2 separate regions of the Pan troglodytes genome follow, and region 2 is linked to region 1. A link is a contact called in public Hi-C data. All regions are on one chromosome and are shown on one strand. Each heading gives the region's core, a stretch centred on a gene start, on an enhancer-like site or on the middle of the called end of the contact. The rest is flanking DNA. Distances are from core to core; before and after follow the strand shown. Region 1 has its middle 27 kb from the start of MBNL2. Region 2 overlaps MBNL2 (muscleblind like splicing regulator 2).

Region 1 (3,495 bases), core at 874-3,373:
AAAGAAAGACAGAAAGAAAGAAAGGAAAGAGAAATCGCCAGTTGCCACAAATCAGGGCTTTTCTTCTTTTGCTGCCCCCCCCCCAATACCCCTGAGAGTCAGTTATAAAACATTTATCAGCATACCACTGGGACTCAATCCAAAAATAACTTGGCCAGCAAAACAGCCAAAGCCATGTGAAGCTCTGACCAATGGCCTTCTAGGCACAGTCAAGTTAGGGATAGCATGGAAGTTTGTAGAATCTGGAAAAGGGGAAGGAGTTCTTTTTGGGAAACACAGCTTTGTTATGCAGTCAGACAAGGCTATAGACAAGGGACCTACCAGTCAATATGCTAAGGAGGGTGTGGTAGGTACCACTCACATGGACAGGGAAACTTTTTTCATTTGATCAGGGAGTCCAAGTAGACGAATAAGGTGGGTGAGTCGAGAAAGCTGGGATTCAGAAGGGCATACATACAGGGCACTCTGACAGCTAACCTCTGCTTCCTCCCAAGTCCAGACAAAAGCAAATCAGACTTCCACGAGGCATTCCTTAGACATCACAGAGCACTTTCCTCGAGCAAGGCTCAGCAGACCCTGGGTGGGGTAACTGAGGGAGGCAGCTGCAGTTCCTTCTGAGAGACGCTGGATGGATGCCGTCTGTCTCTGATGTCGGAGGCTCCTGCCTGGCCAGTGCAGATTGCGGAATCTCTTCTCTCCCTTCCTGGGTTCCAGGATTCCTCTGACAAGACATTTTATTAGCCCTGACGTGGCTTCCAGCAGGAAGGAAGAAGGGCAGAAACTGTTAAACACAAGAATAGGAAAGGTCCTGGAAAACTCATGGAAGGGGAAACTTGGTTCCGCTTTAAGGGAGAAGTTGATTTGTTTAAAGGAGTCTGGGGATAGCCCTGCCCTTGCCTGAAAAGGCCTCTTTGTAGGTCCCTCTGAGCCATGCATGTTTAAGATGTAGGGAAATCAGCTCAGAGGATCGACACACACAGCCCCCTGAAGCCATGGAGTGAGCTCCTCATTTTAAGCAGCTGCCTGGCAATTGTGTCATTGTCATGGGGCAGTCGAGCATGAGAGTAGGGGTGACAGTGCTTGTTCATCTCAATCCTGCGACCCAAGTTCAAAGGGAATGTCTTCCCAAAGAGGGCTGGGTGTCTGCAGAGGGCGGCACACTCCGCTGATGGCTTAATCTGGAAGAGTAAATTTTGCTTCCACAAGAAAAATGGACTTATTTAGAAAAAGGTTAGGCGTACATGTGGGTAGCTTTAGGAGCTGATATTCCTAAGACTTAACAAGGGAGTAAGGCAGTGACCCTGACTCATCAGAATAGTTGCTGGCCTCAGATCTAGGGGCTGGGGTGGGGGTATTGCAGGCTCCTGGAGAACCCCATGCTGTGCCAGCCTTAACCCTTTGACAGTGGGTTGTGGGGACCCCCTAGGGTCCTGGGGTTGGAGTGAGGGTGGCCGGGCACTAAGAGGACACTGTGCACTAGAGCAGCACCAATGCATAGGGAAATGTCTCCGTATTTTAATGAGTCAACCCATACCTGTGGACATTCCCTGCCTACATGGACCAAGGGGAAAAACTTCCCTCTCTGCCCCGTGCTTCAGTTCATAACCTTGCTAATCATGTATCTGATCTTGTGAGCTGAAGAACAGGAATCTGGATTTAAATTTCTCAAATACATGTTAGATTTCAAGTAGGTTCTTTATTTTCATCTCTCTCTTAACCTCTTCCATTTTTTGAAGAACACCCTTTGATGTCACTCCGATGACGTTTATTAATTATCTTCTCCAAACCTGCTACGACACAAGAAACTTTAGGCACAGTACTGATTCACACTCAATGTTCTATGTTTAGCAACTATCTGAGAAGGATCTGAGTCTGCATTTAGCCCTAAATAGCTACAAATAAGGGAGTAGCAGCAGCATCCCTTCAAAAGCCTTTTTTAGGAAGTGCTGTGCCAGGGGTGGGATGACATGCCAGGAGCTACAGGTGAGGAGAGCCGCTCTCAGCCAACAGGAAACCAAGGTAGCGGCTGATGAAAGCAACAGAGTTGTGTACTACAGAGCAGCATCCCCCCTTCCTCGAGACAGGTTGTAAGGAAACACTGCAGCATGTTTATCTGTCTGCCCAGCCCTATTTAGTGAAAAATGATTGCTCTTTGCCTCTTGTTACCATGCTCAGATGATACTATGGCAACCAGGCTGCACAAAAGGGGAAGGGGGGGCTGACGCTGCTTAGCAACTTGAAGATTTTTAAAAGGCAAGTACTCATTGCAACAGCAACAGTTTTTGAAATGCCAGTTTTCAGGAGAGAAAAGAGAAGAACATTAGAGAAAGCAAATGGAGATGACACAGTAGAGGAAAAGAAAGAAAAGAGAAAGAAAGAAAGAGAGAGAAAGAGAGAGAGAGGGAGGAAGGGAGGGAGGTGGGGAGGGAGAGAGAGAGAAAGAAAGAAAGAGAAAAGAAAAGAAAGAGAGTCATCTGCATGTCACCTTTTCAAAGCTCTTTTTTGTACATCCTCACAGAACTCGCGGGAGCTTGGCTGGGTCTCCGTTCACTGGTGGGGAAACTGAGGCTCACAGGGTGAGTGGCATGCTCAGGGTTTGTCAGCGAGTCGGGGGCAAGGCTGGGACTAATATGCAGGCAGCCCAGTTCCAAATCCCACACTCTTTTTACAGCTTCATGCTTTGAAAAAAAAAGTAACCAGGAAATCTGAGGAAGGGAAAAAATAAAATCACACGAAACTGCCAATGGTGTGAAAAGGATGGGCAGCTGTTTCAGGTAGAAACTCAGCAAAAAGCACAAAAATACATTTGAATGTATTTTCAGAATTAAGTTGAAACGACAAGGTGTTTTCTATGTGATTCATTCATTCATTCACTCATTCATCATTCAGGGCAAAAAAAAGGTGGCACAGACAGTATTAAATTCCAGCATTCCTTGAATGAGCAGGAGGTTGCCTGTTTCTGGAACGTATAGGATCTGGAGGAATTCCTGGGCACTGGAAGGATTCAATGCTGAGGGGATGGAAGAAGAGAAGTGGAGAAAGGAGGGGAGGGGGAAAGTCTTGCCCTGGTTTAGGAAGAAACTGTCTTGAGTAGGACAAACATCCATCGAGATAAATGACCACATCATTTCAACCAAGACTATGTGAACCAAAGACGGTTCAGGTTCCAGTCTGCATTTCTCACTGGCTGATATTACATTTCTCAGCTCCTCTGCCACTCCAGCCTTCCACCCTTGGAAGCGAAATGCTAGATGGCTTACAAAACAGAGCTCGAACATGGAGCCACTACGGCGCTGAGCTTGTCTGGAGGGCCCAACAACAGGCAACGACAACACTAAGGAAACATCCTATGTCAGGCTAACGGGCGTTCTCTGAGGCAGAACTTGATAGAATGGGTTTCTGTAGATTGTGCCCTTTCTTTAATTAACTCAGTATTTAAGAGATGCCATTCAAGTCAGACCAAAGGTCTAAATCAGAACTGACCTTTCTGAAGCT
Region 2 (3,508 bases), core at 937-3,436, 260 kb before region 1:
GGTCATCGAACTCTGGAATCATTAGTTTCACTTTCATTCTGTTTGTGTTTATCTTTGTAATCTCATGCTTTGGGCCTAAAATAATAGTCACTGAACCTTTGGTTCACTGAATCTCAGAGCTGAGAGGGACTCCAGGGGCATCTAGTTCTACTCCTCCTTTCACAAATGAGGAAACTGAGATTCATTATGTTTAAATGACTTACATAATCCACGTGGGTATGATTCTATTTGAGTTTAAAGAGTGAAATCTTAACAAGATGATAACTTGTTATTTCAGTCATTAACAAGCCCTGGGTTTCCTATGACTGGATGCTAAAATAATTGCCAAGGTCTTTTGTTGATGCTTTGCTCTTTGAAACTTATTGAAAATACATAAAGAATATCATATCTGGAAATTTGTGTTCACTATTATTTATTTTTCCATGGTTTTCATCTGCAAGCAGACCTGCATTAAGAGCTGCTAAAGGATTTCTCTTCATCATTTAAGTGCAATCCAGCAGCAACTATTACATCTGATAAACTGCAAAACACTGAATATAGGATTCTTGAAGCTACTGTCAGGTACTCCTTTAATTACATTTCTTTGGATTAAATTGAAATCAAAGTTCAGCTATGCTTGCAATGAAAGAAGTTGAAACCTCAACTTATTTCCTTTTCCACTCACACCCTGCCTGAAAGTGATATATTTTAGCTTCTGAATATTCCATGCTTCCAACCTCTGCCTCCCTACACACACACATACACGCACACACACACACACACACACACACAAACTTGAATATACCTATGGAATCTCTCTCTCAAAGTTTTTTTTCTACTAAATGGAGCCAAAGAATCACTAGGCTTGAACAATATATATGACACATGGTCAAATATTTATTATGCTAAAAAAATTTATCCTACAACTCCAAACTATTTCTTTATCTTGGCTTCTTTTCCTTTCTTAAAAAAGATCTCTAAGTGCCCAAAAGGCTAAACTTATCATATAGAATTTCACTGTAACAAATACTGCTATATTATACTTCAAACTTGTATTTTATTTTATTTTAAGACAGGGTGTCACTCTGTCACCCAGGCTAGAGTGCAGTGGCATGATCATGGCTCACTGCAGCCTCGACCTCCCCAGGCTCAGGTGATCCTCCCACCTCAGCCTCCCAAGTAGCTGGGACTACAGGTGTATGGCACCCCGTGCCTGGCTAATTTTTTTCATATTTTTGTAGAGACCAGATTTTACCATGTTGCTCAGGCTGGTCTCCAACTCCTGGGCTCAAGTGATGCTCCTCCCTCGGCTTCCCAAAATGCTGGGATTACAAGCATGAGGCACTGCACTCAGTCCAAACTTGTTTTTTTATAAAAGGACTTTGTAATAAAAATTGGGTCAAAAATCACATAAACATAGTTCAAGGAGGCAGGACTTCAGACTTGAAAGAAACAGGTATCCAGCTTCCCTATTAAGAATGAGTGATTGAGAAGAGCTTTGGACCTAATAATGGAAAGATGCCAACAGTCTCACTCCCTTCTCCCATCCCACATTAAATAATAATAATAATCATCATCTTCCCAGCTAAGGAACTAATCCTTGCCTGTTCTTTGTTCTGTTTGTTTCGAAGCTGGGTTGGCTTTCCTTAGAGGACAGGTTGGCATTTTAGAGGTGGGAGTGAATTGCTGAAGAATCGTCCACAGTTGATTGACACCTGCCTCTGCACTGCTGTTCGGCCTCCCCTCCCTCCCCCACTCTCTGCTCTCTCCTGTTCTGTCACAATGCTGAGGCCACAGTCAGCACTGTCACGGGGTTTAACTTTTATTCCTGCATTCCTGTCCACTCACGCCTCTCTTTGTAGGGATGAAACCTGCAGAGCTGGAATCGTGGATTCACTTGAATGTGGAAAGCAGCATGACTCAGCCCTCCCAGCCTGCAGAATGCGGGTTGGGACTGCCGTGATCCCCCAACACGATTTCCCCTAATTTCTTTTATCCCTTGTCATCTTTTATTAGCAGAGCTGATTTTATTTTTAAAAACCCATGAAACTAAAAACCAAACCAAAATTGTTCTTCTGTGAAGGGAGGGCATGCGCAATGAAGTATTCTTCCAGGCGAGGTGAGAGTTTCTGCTCACTCACCCTCACGCTGTCTCCTTGTGGCTAGGAGCACATGTTTGCAAGTTGGGAGGCTAGGGTCACGGATACAGTCAGCTTGTGACCACAGAGTAGGAAATAGCAGCTGGCTGTCACTACGAAATAGTACATCCATGGTCTCACTGGCACATGCATTAAACCAACAGAGTTAAATGCTCCTCATCAGTTATATCCAGCCTTTGTGAGTTCAGCGGCACCCATGACTCTTCATTCCGGATGGTTTGGCTCTTAGGCCAGTATTGGAGCAGATTGTAAGGTAGGAACCAAGTGAGTTTGGCAGAACCTAAGACTGAGGTCAAATGATCATAAGAATTATTCAGACCTCAAACATGACACTTAGGCCTCAAATATGACTCTTTCTAAGAGGAGATTTTTTTCCTCCACACAGATGATAGGGTCTGAATGAACCGAATTAAAATACAGCCAGTTTTGAAGCACCCATGGGTGTGCGTCTACAATTTTTATGTGGCCATTCACAAACCACTGGATAGGTAATGCTGTACTAAAAGGAATTTAAGCCTGTCAGGTTAATTACACAATATTAGGTACGAAAACAAACAGTGCAACACAAAACATAGCTACATCATTATTTGCAGTAAATGTTAACTCTAAATAAGTGCAACCTGTCTGTAAATGCTTGCTATAAACTAATTAAAAAAATAAAATTTGATGGATAAACATGAAAAAAAAATTCTCACCGAGAATTTTTTTTTTAAATATCAGCACTCATTTAGAGTTTGGGATTTGTGAAAGAAAGCTTTAAAAGGAGCAAACCTGATTGGCTGTGGCTGTTGCTGCGAAGGGGACACTTGTTGCAGGAGTTGTTGCTGCAGAGACAGTGGCGGACGTAGCGCTGTGCATCATGGGTACTTTCAGGAGGGGAACCATGGGAGCAATGAACAGGAGGGTGTAGCATTATGGTAATAGAAGTGGTATTTTGGCATGGTGAATATCAGAGCAGCAAGCCATCATGGGTTAAACCAGCAGATGGCATGCAATCACAATGCAAAGCAAGGAAGCATGGGAGAGAAATAAAAAAGGGAAAATAGCTTATTACAAGTACAATTAAAGGAAGTTTTAAAACATAATCAGTGATTCCCAGAAAGGCCAAAGCAGATTACTTTGGTTGATGTATTTATAAACATTTTATTTCTAATAATAGATCCATTCCCAATTCAGTGTATACAGTGTATGCAATAATGGTTGTTTCTAAAATTGTGAAAGGTGATGTCCAGTGAAGTAAGAATATGTGATCATCACTTTTAATCATAAACTCTGAGACATCCAAGTCTCCATATGGAGACCTAATTTGGGATAGGATGTTCTTTGGAATTATGGTTAAATTGAATTTTTTTTTTCAATTTAGGACTGCT

What was found. Hi-C and Micro-C count contacts between places; a contact is called where the count stands out from the background.
Region 2: a contact with region 1 is called in a Hi-C map of stem cell-derived neural progenitor cells, with 4 times the contacts expected there. The contact joins two enhancer-like sites. A contact is called at or near these places in 3 of 7 Hi-C or Micro-C datasets (induced pluripotent stem cells and stem cell-derived neural progenitor cells) and 1 of 1 other capture datasets (stem cell-derived neural stem cells).

The regions. Positions count from the first base shown.
Region 1 is chr14:102,712,524-102,716,018 of NHGRI_mPanTro3-v2.0_pri, reverse strand. No RefSeq gene overlaps it. Among named protein-coding and RNA genes, the nearest start is that of MBNL2, 27 kb to the left of the region's middle. Within about 2 kb of position 2,123, at least 8 of the 24 cell types and tissues checked have an H3K27ac peak or open chromatin away from gene starts, as enhancers often do. A contact at or near this core is called in stem cell-derived neural progenitor cells and stem cell-derived neural stem cells, where this site is marked.
Region 2 is chr14:102,967,724-102,971,231 of NHGRI_mPanTro3-v2.0_pri, reverse strand. MBNL2 (muscleblind like splicing regulator 2) reads right to left here. Exons shown (of 8, transcript XM_054665484.2): 7 at 2,910-3,004. Among named protein-coding and RNA genes, the nearest start is that of RAP2A, 66 kb to the left of the region's middle. Within about 2 kb of position 2,186, at least 10 of the 24 cell types and tissues checked have an H3K27ac peak or open chromatin away from gene starts, as enhancers often do. A contact at or near this core is called in stem cell-derived neural progenitor cells and stem cell-derived neural stem cells, where this site is marked.